Linked DNA regions of Zea mays: regions 1 and 2 are each linked to region 3. Evidence: chromatin contacts called from public Hi-C data. All regions are on one chromosome and are shown on one strand. The core of a region is the stretch at or near the end of the contact, and the rest is flanking DNA. Distances in the headings are between cores, read along the strand shown.

Region 1 (3,801 bases), core at 821-3,320, 310 kb after region 3:
CCTAGGGGAGGATGTCGTCGTCGCTAGCGCCTAGGGAAATCCGCCGTCGCGACCGCTGGCACATCGTCGTCGTGCGCACCTCATGGGGCCGCCGCCGCGTGCGTGCCCTCGGGATCCGATGCCGCAGCGTGTCCCTAGATTCGCCGTCGCGCCACAGGAATCCGCCATCGCGAGCGTGTCCCCAGATCCGCCGTCGCGCCTCAGGGATCCGCCGTCGCGAGCGTGTCCCCAGATCCATCGTCGCGCCACAGATGCTGGAGTGGCGGTGGCGGTGGCCATCGCAGAGACGGACGGGACAACCGCCGTTGTCACCGGGCCTAGGGTGCGCTGCCGTCGTCCGTCCGCTTCAAGAGCGCCGTCACCGCTTGCTCGCCTGCCTCGGAGCGTCGTTGTCGCTCGTTCCTGGTGGAGCGCCGCCGTCGGTCGCCTGCCTCGAGGTGACACCGCTGCTGGCCCCCAGGATCACCGCCGCCGCTAAAACCTAATTCCTGGCGGCGTGGGGGTGTTTTTATAGTGGTGGCGTGGGCCGGATCGTGGGCCCGATGCACGTAATATGCGCAGACTATATTTGCATAAACTGATACACACATCAGCATAACTCGTATTATATTTTGGCGTAAGCAGTTAGGTACAATAAGCCAAAAAGGGTCCGGTGCGGTCGCGCACCTGGTCGGTACGTGGTCGGGGCTTCCTATAGTTAAATAGAGCCTAGGGCTCTAAATACATATACTATATATATATATATATATATATATATATATATATATATATATATATATATATATATATATATATATATATATATATATATATATATATATATATATCCACAGTCAAGCGCAGCAGCCTCCTTTCGGATCCCCGGCGTGTAGCACTGCAAAGACGTAAAGAGCATGGCAGTTGGTCAGAAGCTAGGGCCGTGCTCGTGCGTGGAGCCGTTGGTCGTCCTGGCCCTCATGATGTGGGCATCGGACGGCGCCGGTGCCTCTCACGACAGCGCCGCCGGCAGGCGAGCAGCAGAGCACCAGCGGCGGATAAAAAATAATATTTGAACGAATAAACAAATCAATCACAAAAACAAAAATCTAGAAAAGAAAAAAAATCTGTACGAACAAATCTACATAAAAATGAAAAATCTAGAAAAAAAAACAAATCAGTGATAAAGACAAAAATACTACACATCTATCATGGGGATCGAACCCACAACCACAGGTTATGAGTCTTACTATCTATCAACTAAGCTAGACGAGTTTTGTGGTTATAATTGAGCTCGGCGCCAAAATCTATGGCGCCGAGCTTGGTGCCAAGTCGGCGCCACGACGTCCGAGTTATGCCAGCGCAGCACGTACCTCGGCGTCATAGCTTATGGCGCCGAGCTGTGTTACCTCGGCGCCATAGCCTATGGCGCCGAGCAAAGGGTACAAAAATGACATTAAAATTTTTTAGGGTCTAAACGTGATTTTTTTCCGAGAAAGGGTCAAAATGCAAAAAAAATGCAGGCCGGTGGACGCGCGCATCCACATCGAATCCGCCCGTCCGTCAAGAATCCCGTGGCCAACATCCTTTCCTCTTTCCCCAAGCCAAGACGCATCCGATGACCCCACACGTCAGTGAGTCCCAGTCGGTTAGGTGGCCCGGAGAGGGCAGTGCCCGCCCAGTTGTTGCCGAGTTTTGGAGCAGTAATCGCCGTCCACCTCTGGAGTGATCAGATCACGGCCGTAAGCTAAACGAGGGCTGCCGTTTGGCTTATCTGGACTGCAGGGAAGGCCCACCTGCCTGTCTCCGAGTGACGTGGTGTCTGCTGCTGCTAGTGCTTTGCTACGGTGGGCATCCGGCGTTTATGTGTCTCAACTCAAATCTTAACGCTTGCTTGCAGTTGCAGTGCAGCGTGCAGGTCTAGGAGACGAACGGGTTCGCTTGTGCAAATCCCATGGAACTTCGAGCTAAATCACGCACCTATGCCTCTGCGCTGGGATTACGGAAATGCCCATCAGCGTCGGCGTTTACCACAAGAGTGCCACGGCCTCGCAGGGCGAGAAAAGGTGCGGAAGAGTGGAGGGCGTTGCCGGTAGAGTGGAAATGATAAAGCCTCGGCCCTTCAGGCTGGCTCTGCTCCTCCTCCTCCTCGCCATTGCTGTGCGTTCTCCGCCTCACCAGATTTCGCAACAGAACCTTCGTTCCCTGCCGTCTCTTGTCGGTCTGGCCGGCCGAGGTGGGTGATCTGTAGAGCGAAACGCCGAGCCGGGAGAGGAGGGAGGCCGCACCGGCGATTGTAGAAGCAGAACCGGTGGAGGAGTAGAGGAGGGCGCCGAATCGATGCGCGGCTCCGCGGACGCCGTCGTGGTTGCTCGGGACGTGGTGGCCTCGTCGAGCCCGTCCAAGGCCGCGTCGGCGTTGGACATGACGAGGTACGCGAATCCACCACCAATCCCGTTCGCCTGCCGCTGCAGCTGCAGCTGCAGCGTTGTGTTCGTCGGTGTTCTTTCCTGAGACCAAAGCCGCGAATTTGCGCTCTCGTTTCCGCAGTCAGTGGTTGTTGCCGGCTCCTGCGGGGCTGATTCGAACAAGTTTCTCCCTTTCGTGCCGTGTTCGCGGCCCTTCTCTGCTGTTCTCTTCGCAAGCTCTTCGAGGCGCCGTTTGATCTGCGGGCAGGCCAGTTGTTCTCGCGTCTCGCAGCCTGTGTCTCACCCGCCCACCTGTGCTGGTTGGTTCTTCGCTGGTCTCGGTTCGGTTCTCCATAGATTGCAGGTTTTCGTTCTGAATTATCCGCTCGGCTTTCTGGGATGATTATTTCTCTGCACAGATCTCTGAACCGTTCGTTTAACGTGGAGTCCTGCTGCGGTTTGCGAGCGTTCTGGTTTTCTGCGGTTGCAAATTCACGCAGGAAGACGAGATTTTGCACATCTTTTCATCCATGACTCCAGGTGCTGGACCTTACTCTTCCTCGATCCAGTCGCTGACTCGAATTCCGTCTGATTGATTCCCCTGCAGATACCCGAGGCTCAGCCCAGATGGCCTCCCGCTGCCCAATGGCAGCGGCAGCGGCGCGAGCAAGAAGCCTGCAGCGCCGGTGTCGCCGGCCCCCAGATCGAGCAAGGATGACGTGGCACCGGCCGTCGCCACCGACAGCTCCCGCATCGCGGCGTTCCTAGCCTCGACGTCGCTCGAGCCCAAGCCGCGCGCTCGCGCACCGCAGCCACAGCCGACGGCTCCTAACTCGGCGCCCACCGCAGCCGTCGCCGCGAACAGGAGCCCCGCGCGCGACCACGGCCACGGCCACTGCTCCGACCACTCCGATCCCGCCTCCCCGAGCTCCACCGGGGCCCGCGAATTGCTGCTCCGGTGGGGACAGAACAAGCGCATGCGCTGCCGCCGCGACTGCGCGTCCGCGTCGCCGCAGCGGCGGCAGGCGGGCGGCAAGATACCGCGCCGCTCATCGTCGCCGGCGGCGGACAATCTGATGCCGCCGCCGAGCGCAGCGCCCTACGCCCGCGGGTCCAACCTCCGCTACGCCACGCCTCGCCCGCCGCGCTCCGGCGCCAGCGACGCGCACCACGGCCGCGGGGCCCTCCCCAACCCGCTCAGGTACGGCTGCCGTCTTTACTCCCACGCCCACCTCTTGGGCTCTTCCTCGATCTCTAGGGCGTCTTCCACTTCGTTTTCTTGCCGTTTTTCCTCTTCCGCTTTTACCCCGCCACCGAGCCGCGGTCGTACGTGGTGGCGCGGCGCGGCGAGGAGAAGGGCTAATTATAGTGGAAGGGTGCATCCAACGGTCCACCTCGCATGTCCACAATTTTTTTT
Region 2 (4,404 bases), core at 609-3,108, 270 kb before region 3:
TCGATTAGAGAAGAATAGCCTTCTCCGCTTCTCTTTTTCTCACTGGTGAGACCATCAGCCAACCACCACCGACGTTGTCCAAAGCAAACTCAGCACGCTGCTGCTATTCGTCAGTGCTCTGGTTAAAGTTAAGCGCATAGCTCTGGTAGTCGTAGTTGAAGGTCCCCAGCTGTTGCTTCCACCGCCGCGTGACGCCACTCCCATGTTGAGCGTTGCACCGTCATCGTCCGGGACGTTGCCACCCTGCACAATTTTCACCTCGCTCATGTCTTTTGTCGTCTGGTCTTCATTGTAATCGCCATTTGGAACTCCCTCTTCTCTGGCGTCGCTGCTCGTGGCGTGCTGCTGCTACGACCAAGGCCACTGTGGCAAGCCCGCTGCAGTCAAGAAGAGAAGATATGTAGCCGCGTCGGTCCCGAGGACGGAGGTAGAGGTGGTGTGCTGTTCGGCTGGAGGTAGACGAAGGAAGATTATATCCAATCAATTTTTCGTTTTATTGAATTGCGAAAAAGGCATTTAAGCATATGGGTCTTGCTTGATAATGGCATATAGGCTAAGCCCTTTAAAATGATGGCAAAGTGATGAAACCCATTTGCAATAATGGCAAGGTTCCAAATTTCTCTCTTCTCCTGCATATGCCGCCTGTGCGTGTGTGTCGATGGTAACTGTTTGTGTGGGAAATTACTAAAAAAAGTTGTTTGTGCGGGAAAGAAGAAAAAAAAGAACTAACGTTAAAGGCGGACCGTGTGTCTTGTGTTGTGGCGCAGGGCACCAGCAGCAGTGGGCGCTCCCCTTCGTCGGCGCCGGGCAGGTCAGGCCGCCGTCGCAGCAGGCGCCACCGGATAGGAAGGGCCACAGCGGAGGCGGGGTCATGGATTCAGGCTCCAGATCCAGTGGCGGAGCCAGGTTCGACGACGAAGACAGCCTCACCACGCGTCGCGAGGTCTCCTCCTCGCTCCAAGATACCTCAATTCCACTCAATCTATGCGAAATTCATTCTCCTCTCTTGCTCTTGACTCCAGCGAACGATGTGAAAACTCGATCTTTATCTCGACTTTTGACAATTTCCACCTGGATCATGGAAGTGCCACGAGAGATGGTTCAGATGTACCGAGTGGCCAGTCTGCGAGCAGCGATTTGAGCCCCGGCCTTCCCCGTTCGCTTCATGCTTCCATGTACAGCGCAAGAGCAGGGGAGAGCGCGGATCGAGGCCGCAATCCTGTCTGCGAGCAGTGATTCCCGTCTGCGAGCAGCGATTTGAGCGCCGGCTTGCCTTCCATGTAGAGGGCGGGAGCAGGTGGAGCGTGGAGCGGATCGAGCGACGTTGGCGAGGAGAGAGCAAGCAGATCCCGTCCACGAGCAGCGATTTGGGCGCCGGCTTGCCTTCCATGTAGAGGGCGGGCGAGCAGCGATTTGGGCCTCGGCTTGCCTTCCATGTAGAGGGCGTGAGCAGGGAGAGCGCGGAGCGATCGAGCGGCGATGGCGAGGAGAGAGCAATGGCGCCGATGGGATCTACGGTGAGAGCAGGGAGAGCGCGGGCAGCCAGCGGGGCATGCTTTACCAAAGATTTGGGTAGACGCCCTCGCGTCTACTCTTATAGAGTAGCAGAGATTATACGGTAGAGTGAATAAATAATGCTTGACTCTTCCGCTCCGTTGGTTTCCCGGCTACTCGTGCGCTCCGTGTACTCCGGTGCGCGCTCGGCACGGGCGGCAGAGAGACGTGTGGGCGAGGGGACACGGCGGCCACTCACATAGTCACATCACCAACAGTGGCCGAAACGGCGGGATCAGAACAGATCGCGGGCGGCACGGGCGCCCACACCGCCCACCAAAGCCGGCCCGGCCCCCGTCCCGCCCACCGCGAGCGAGCCCCCAGTGCCCTCCACGCGCGTGCGCCGTCGCGCTCGGGGTCGAAGGCAGGGCCCCCGCCCGCACGCGCCGCTCGCCGTGTCGCGCGCCGGGCCGCGGACGTGGACCGCGGTTGAGTGCCCAATGATTGGCCTTATTTTACTCCCCGGCTGGCCGTTGCCCCCACGTTCTCGCGCCCCCATCGGCCAGCCATCCCCATCCCATGCTCCCTCCCCATCCGTTCCGGCCCTCGCGCCTTTTTTCTTTCCTCGTCCGCCGCCGCCGGTGCGTTCGCCGATTCGATTCCAGCGCCGCGCGCGCGGCCCCCGCCTTTTCTTTATCCCGGGAAGGAGAAAAAGCACACACCAGCACGTCACGTTGTTGCCTGCCACGCGCGGACGGACCGAGATTTTCCGAGAGACGGACGAGACGAGAATGGATCGAGCCGCAAACAACGCATGCATGCAGCCAAAAGCGCGTTACGTTACGTTACGTGCTCCTGACGTATGTCGAGGCGTGGAACGACAGGAGCATGCAAAAGCACTGCATGTTCGCATCGCACGCGGCTGACTGCTCGTTCGTCGCGGCGCGTGCCTACGTCGTACGTGGGTGGTGGTGGTCGACGTCGGCGGCCCCCACCGCCGATCGGAGCTAAGAACAGCTGACAGCCACGCCGCCGCGTCATGGAAAGGCGACGGCCGAGGACGGACGTTGCTTGCGCTGGCCGCGGGCGTGGCAGACATGTATGATGGACACCTTTCAGTACACAGATTTTGCCGATCATGAGTTCAGCAACACAAAAGCCTCTCGATCGATAATCTATATACCTTATCTGCTAGGTTGTTTTCCACGCTCAAAGATCTCCAACTCTCGAAGCAACAACAGGTCCACAGCCTCTTCGCGTGCACATATACATTCCCGGCCGGCACCAAACGGAGAGAAGAAGAAGAATGAGAAAAAAAAAAGGAAGCCTCCCCTTTTGTTTTTCTGATGGTCGGTCGCTAGCTGAAAAACCACGCTCTTTTCCCACCGTACCTCCCCGTCCGTCATGCGAGAGCATGCTAAGAGCAACTCCAATAGTTATGTAAATTTTAGGTCTCTAAATCATAGATTTAAGAAGTTGCTAAATGATTTTGAAGTAAAAAAATGTGAGTTCTCCAATAGTTTTTTAAATATAAGTTGTAATTTTGTTTTGTATTTATCCACATAAAAAATAAGTCACAAAAACTATATAATGCAGTCAACATTTTTGTTTAGAGAGTTGTTAAATGGTTGCCAAATGTAGAGAGAAAATGAGGTTAGATGACAAATTGTTAAATTTAGAAAGTTCGTTTAGAGAACTGTTGGGGAATAGTTTTTATGTTAACTACCTAAATTATTGATTTAAGAAGTCTTTTAGAGAACTACTGGAGTTGCTCTAATGCATGCATGCAGCATGCATCCTAAAGTCGATCACCTACCCGGCCGGAATACAAGAGGACGCACACAAACACGTCCGCAGCCTCAGTGGCCAGCAGGCAGCAGCAGCCCAGACGCACTAACAGCAGGCAGCAGCCTTCAGAGTCCGAGAAGAGTGTGCAGTGTGAGAGAGAATCTATCAAACTTGACCACCAGCGGAAATAAAGCCCTTTGTCCAGTCAGTGATAGGGACTGCTCTTTTCAGTCCTGCGCGCGGCCGGGCTTATGTAATATAATATGGTCCATGCATATATGCGATGCAACATAATCTATATGGATGCAAGCATACCCAGGAGTGGATATCTCAGGCTCGAAACGACGCTAGCCACGCATGTTTATCCATGCATTGCTGGAGGGTGTGTCTGATCGAGACGCACCAATAATCCATGCAATGGTATCTTCAACACGATCCATGCTTCGCTGCTAAAGCATTATGCATGCATGCATGCCCGATTGTCCACGCACGCTGAACACCCTGCCCACTGCCCTAGTCTCAGCCACGGCCTCGCACACAGGGCACACTGGGCACAGGCCTTGAGTTCCTTCCTTCGTCCTCTTCTTTCCGAAGCAAGTAGCGGTGACTGCGAGCTGTGTCTGTGTGGGATCATGGCTTTAAATTTGTCCGCCGCGCAGGAGGAGAGACGAGCCCATTGTTTCGCGCCTCTCGAGACCTGCAAAGAAGCCATACACTAGTACACTGCACACACACCAATGCAACCATCCATCCATTTTCCATAATTCGATCGAGGCGTCTGCGTCGTCTCCCTACTCTCTCCTTCCTTATTCTGCGTGCCGGTGTCGTCGTCCTCTCCTCCACGGACGGCATACAGTGGGGCGCCATTTCGCGTGAAAGTCATCAAAACTGCCTGTAAATTAACAAAAAAAAAAACTCCCACCCTTCTCTCCTACCATGGTGAGAATCCTATTCTTCTACGCCACACACACAACACACCAGTGTGGCGCTTTTGGGGGGAATCATTAACAATGCAAAGCAAGGATAACAAAGTTGCATAACACTGGGACCGTACTGCCGGCCGTTTCCTCTGACAATGGTCACACGCGTGCGTGCTGCTGCCTCTACTTTGCATGCTCGGAA
Region 3 (4,263 bases), core at 465-2,964:
ATGACGAGCACAATGTAAGCAACTAAAATGACACAAGAGATGCTTTCAATGCAAGCTCCTATTTATATGTCTAGCGCCCTACAGTTTGGTGGGTCCCGCATGTCCGTGTCATTCGCAATTCTAGCGAAGGGAAGGTATTTTTTCAAACCTTTGGTTAAAGGCCTTCGTTCACATCGCAGTCTAAATTTGTTGCAAAGAAACAAATCAATACTACGAGGGGCTACTGTTGGGGGCCTTCCTATTCCGAAGGTCCTAAAAAATGTGATTAACCATGTCTTTTCAGTATATGGATTATTAAGGGGCTCCGGCTTCGGCATGAAGATCTATGACAAGAGTAGAGGTATAACCCGAAGGTGACAAAAATGGGCAACGAAGCTATAGTCAAGGGACTTTGGCTCGGGTTGACGACAAAGACCAAATACAATAGTGACCAAAAAGGGATAAAGACTATTTAGTCCTTACTGTTTTGTATTATAATTGTAGACGGTTGACAAGGACATAAATGTACTTTTACTCGGGTCGCGTCCCGTGCCTATAAATAGATAAACAGTAGCACCGTACTGTTCACGCTGGATTGTATTCACTCTCTCTCATCCCCGCCTTCGAGCAAACCGAATGTATCCATGTAATATTGATATTGTTGATATTCATATATGTTTTATAGAATGCAAGAATAAATGAATCATTACGATATAATTATAATGTCCATCCTTATGCATTCTCATCTATGTATTAATATGATGAAGGTAAATCCTTCCTGACCATCGTCTCGGTAAGCATTATACCCTCAGAGAGATAATGCTCCGAAGGACGAAAATTCTTAACGATTAACAATTGTGTTGCATTGTTCTTTATTCACAGCATTTGAGAACAAGTGACTAACATGTGGTAAAGCTAAAAAGGCATTTTTTAATTGGTATTATAATAGTAGAATTGTATAGTTATCAAATTTTGAGATACAAACACAAAAGCGTATGCAAGTTACACATTTGCAGGCAAAACACACACACACACACCATATTGTTACAAACATACTCCTATTTCCTTCCTTCTTACATATGCAGATTTTCCTTTAGTTGGTGCTCCTTTCAAGTTTCAACCAGTTCCAAGATAATCTAATGACGAATGAGAAGGAAAACAAATTAGAACTACGGAACACCACAACACAATCTGATTTTGATGGGAAGGAACCGGAACACAATTCAAGATAATCTAATTTCATTTTGGAAACAAGTTGGGAAGGAACAGGTGATAAATCTTCAGCTTCAATGATACTTCGATACTTTCTCTGTCCCAAATTAAAATTTATTTTATCTTTTTACTAAATTTATACAATAATTAATATAGTATTATATATATGTCTAGTTTCATATTTTTTTATATAAATATGAGTATATAATTTTAAAACAAAAACAACTACTATTTTAAGACGTAGGGAGTAACAATTTGTTGTGGCCGACAACCGGATCGTGGATGGACGGAGACAGTGAGACACGTGGGACACGGTGGTCGTTGGATTTGCAGCGGACGGTGCCGATCGCGTGGCTGGAGGGACGAGTCGCTTATCGCTTGCGAAGAAGCCTAAACGATGGCCTGGCTGTTCTGTCCTGTCCTGTCCATGTCCATGTCGGTGTCTTTCCCCGCACAGGAGCCGCGCTGCGCCACACCACGCCATTGCCATGCCAGTATGCCAGTTGCCACCGAGGTAAACAGCATAGCGACGGCTCAGCATAGAGACAAGTCCAGCGCTCAAGAGAGAGAGAGCAAGCCTTTCGGCCTCGCGTGATGCAGCAGCAGCAGCCGTCCGTCCGCGCCGTCACCATCCCCTTCGCCGACCTTAAGGTAACTAACCTTCCGCCACCGCAGACGCGACATTGCCAGCTCAGCGGTGTTTCATCACTCCTTTGGAGGCGGGCGGCTTGGCTTGGAGCTCAGCTGCTGTAACTCTGTCGGCGGGTACGGTGCGCGCAGGATCGGGGCAAGGACCTGGGCGGCTTCATCGAGGAAGGCTTCGGGCCTCAGGGGCTCGGCATCGTCTCCATCGCCGGCGTGAGTGATGTGATGCTACAGCGCGTCAGCGCTCGAGGCTGATGCTGTTGATGAGTAGATTCCGATTTCGCGACGGGACGAGTTGGTCACTTGGTCTCTCCTCGACAGCTTACGTGCGGTGTTTGCTTTGTGCACTCAGGTACCCGGTTACCCAGAGCTCAGGAAAAGGCTGCTGCGCTTGGCGCCAAGGCATGTTGTTTTGCACTCTCGTGGAAGTTCAGGGGCTTGAGGCCCTAATCAGGGCGATACGCCATGATTTTGTACCTTTTTCTTTCTTTCTCTGACTGAATTCTTTGCTGAAAAGATTCTTAATTACCCTCCCTACTGTTTGTTAGGATCGTCAGCCTTCCTGATGATGTGAAGAAACAACTGGAGGACCCAGATAGCAGGTCATAATTTAGGAATTTACAGAATGGTCTTCACCAGGGAGCTTTTGTCATGGTTGCTTAGTGTCTACTTGAATATTCCTCTTCTTTCTTCATTTTCTTTCAGAACAATAAGAGCTCCTAAGCTAGGATTTGTATATAACTTGCACTTCAGTTCATACAAAGCTTATGTATTTCTTATGCATTATTGGCCTTGCTTCACAGATACCACTTTGGTTGGAGTCGTGTAGAAGAGAAATTCGAGTCTGAAAGATGGGGTAAGGACCTTTTCACTCTGCGTAATCATGCATCACATTGTATATAGAGCATCCTTTAAGCCTATCAGTTTCAGAAACTTTACAAAAATGAAAATGGCTTAGTAGGGGGATAAATGCAACTGGGAAAAAGAAGTTAGTTGTAAATTTCATCTTGGAATGATCCTTCAAGTTTGCACATAATGTCTTGGAATGCTTTTAGGCCCATAAGGCAAATTTCATCTGTTTTATGCAGACACAGCCAAAGGCTCCTACTTCGCCAACCCAGTTTTTGATGTCCCAACAACTGATGATGAGCTTGTAACTAGGTATAGTGTGCCTAATCCGAAGCTACCTTTCTGTACAGTTTTAAGTATATTTGACAACTAGAAATGTGCTGATGTTATTATTGTTCCCACCCTGTTTTATGTACTGAAGCATCTTTTAGTCAATGGTAACTTCACTGTCTCGCTGCAGCTCAAGCTTGCTGGCTGTATCATTTTAAATCTGTAATGTTTGCTACTTGTCTGAACAGTTTGTAGCATTTATGCAAACGAAATTACAGTTCTAATTTTAGATGTAGCGTATTGAATATGTTGAAAGAACTCTTGAATTTCATTTTTAGATGTTCATATTGATATTGGTTCCTATTTTTGTATCATTTTAAATCTGTAATGTTTGCTACTTGTCTGAACAGTTTGTAGCATTTATGCAAACGAAATTACAGTTCTAATTTTTAGATGTAGCATATTGAATATGTTGAAAGAACTCTTGAATTTCATTTTTAGATGTTCATATTGATATTGGTTCCTGTTTTCTTTCTGATAATATAACATTTAGATACCCATCATACTGCCGACCAAACATATGGCCAAAGGATCATCTTCCTGAGCTTGAAATAGGTATGTGTTTTACAGGCCATATAAGGTACTCATGTATATTTATTCAAGAACTCTTATGGCAAATCACAAGTTGACAGTAGTTACCTTGAACAGAAATTTACTGTTAATTTCTAATGTTGTTACGAATTAAAGTAGTGAGACTTGGCACTCTACTCCTCAGGTTTACATACATTATGTAATGCAAATACATGCATCACACCTCACAAAAGATAACTAGTTAAGTATATTTCAAGACATTAATTTCCAGTTTAAGCCAACATGTTTACACTAATAATATCAGTATATGCTGTACATTTTGTTTAATGGTGGGTGACCTTTTCCCTCATACCCTCTAAGAGAGGAGGTGGGCAGCCAGCTTTGCTAACCGAGCTAGGCTTGCTTCTCTGAACTGATGTTTACATTATTGGTGTCTCTTGGATCTCATGAAATTAAATGCAAAAGGCATGAAAGAGTTACACTGATGCATTGCAATGCCCATTTATTTTCGTCTATCAGACGATTGTGACCTAATATTATCAAACACTTCTCATTCTTTCAATGGCTTGCTGTCTTTTTTCTTAAGTACTGAAAATCCCTATGCTAGCTACAGAAATGTCTATTTAAGTGTCTGTGAGTTCTTTTGGTAAAAGGTGAATTTGTCAACTAGAGTCAAGCTTATATGTATATCATTTATTTCATTTGTAGCATTCAAAG

What was found. Hi-C and Micro-C count contacts between places; a contact is called where the count stands out from the background.
Region 1: a contact with region 3 is called in a Hi-C map of tassel, with 2.8 times the contacts expected there. The contact joins the promoter of LOC100278401 here to the promoter of LOC100193630 in region 3. A contact is called at or near these places in 8 of 25 Hi-C or Micro-C datasets (bundle sheath, ear, endosperm and 3 more).
Region 2: a contact with region 3 is called in a Hi-C map of bundle sheath, with 3 times the contacts expected there. The contact joins the enhancer-like site here to the promoter of LOC100193630 in region 3. A contact is called at or near these places in 3 of 25 Hi-C or Micro-C datasets (bundle sheath and leaf).

The regions. Positions count from the first base shown.
Region 1 is chr8:68,234,196-68,237,996 of Zm-B73-REFERENCE-NAM-5.0, forward strand. LOC100278401 reads left to right here and starts at 2,071. Exons shown (of 5, transcript NM_001361336.1): 1 at 2,071-2,408; 2 at 2,992-3,585. The coding sequence starts at 2,317.
Region 2 is chr8:67,657,138-67,661,541 of Zm-B73-REFERENCE-NAM-5.0, forward strand. No RefSeq gene overlaps it. Among protein-coding and RNA genes, the nearest start is that of TRNAD-GUC, 8.0 kb to the right of the region's middle. Within about 2 kb of position 1,859, at least 20 of the 20 cell types and tissues checked have an H3K27ac peak or open chromatin away from gene starts, as enhancers often do. A contact at or near this core is called in bundle sheath and leaf, where this site is marked.
Region 3 is chr8:67,924,523-67,928,785 of Zm-B73-REFERENCE-NAM-5.0, forward strand. LOC100193630 reads left to right here and starts at 1,715. Exons shown (of 15, transcript NM_001358851.1): 1 at 1,715-1,842; 2 at 1,972-2,049; 3 at 2,189-2,238; 4 at 2,385-2,438; 5 at 2,640-2,692; 6 at 2,925-2,997; 7 at 3,509-3,570; 8 at 4,255-4,263. The coding sequence starts at 1,786.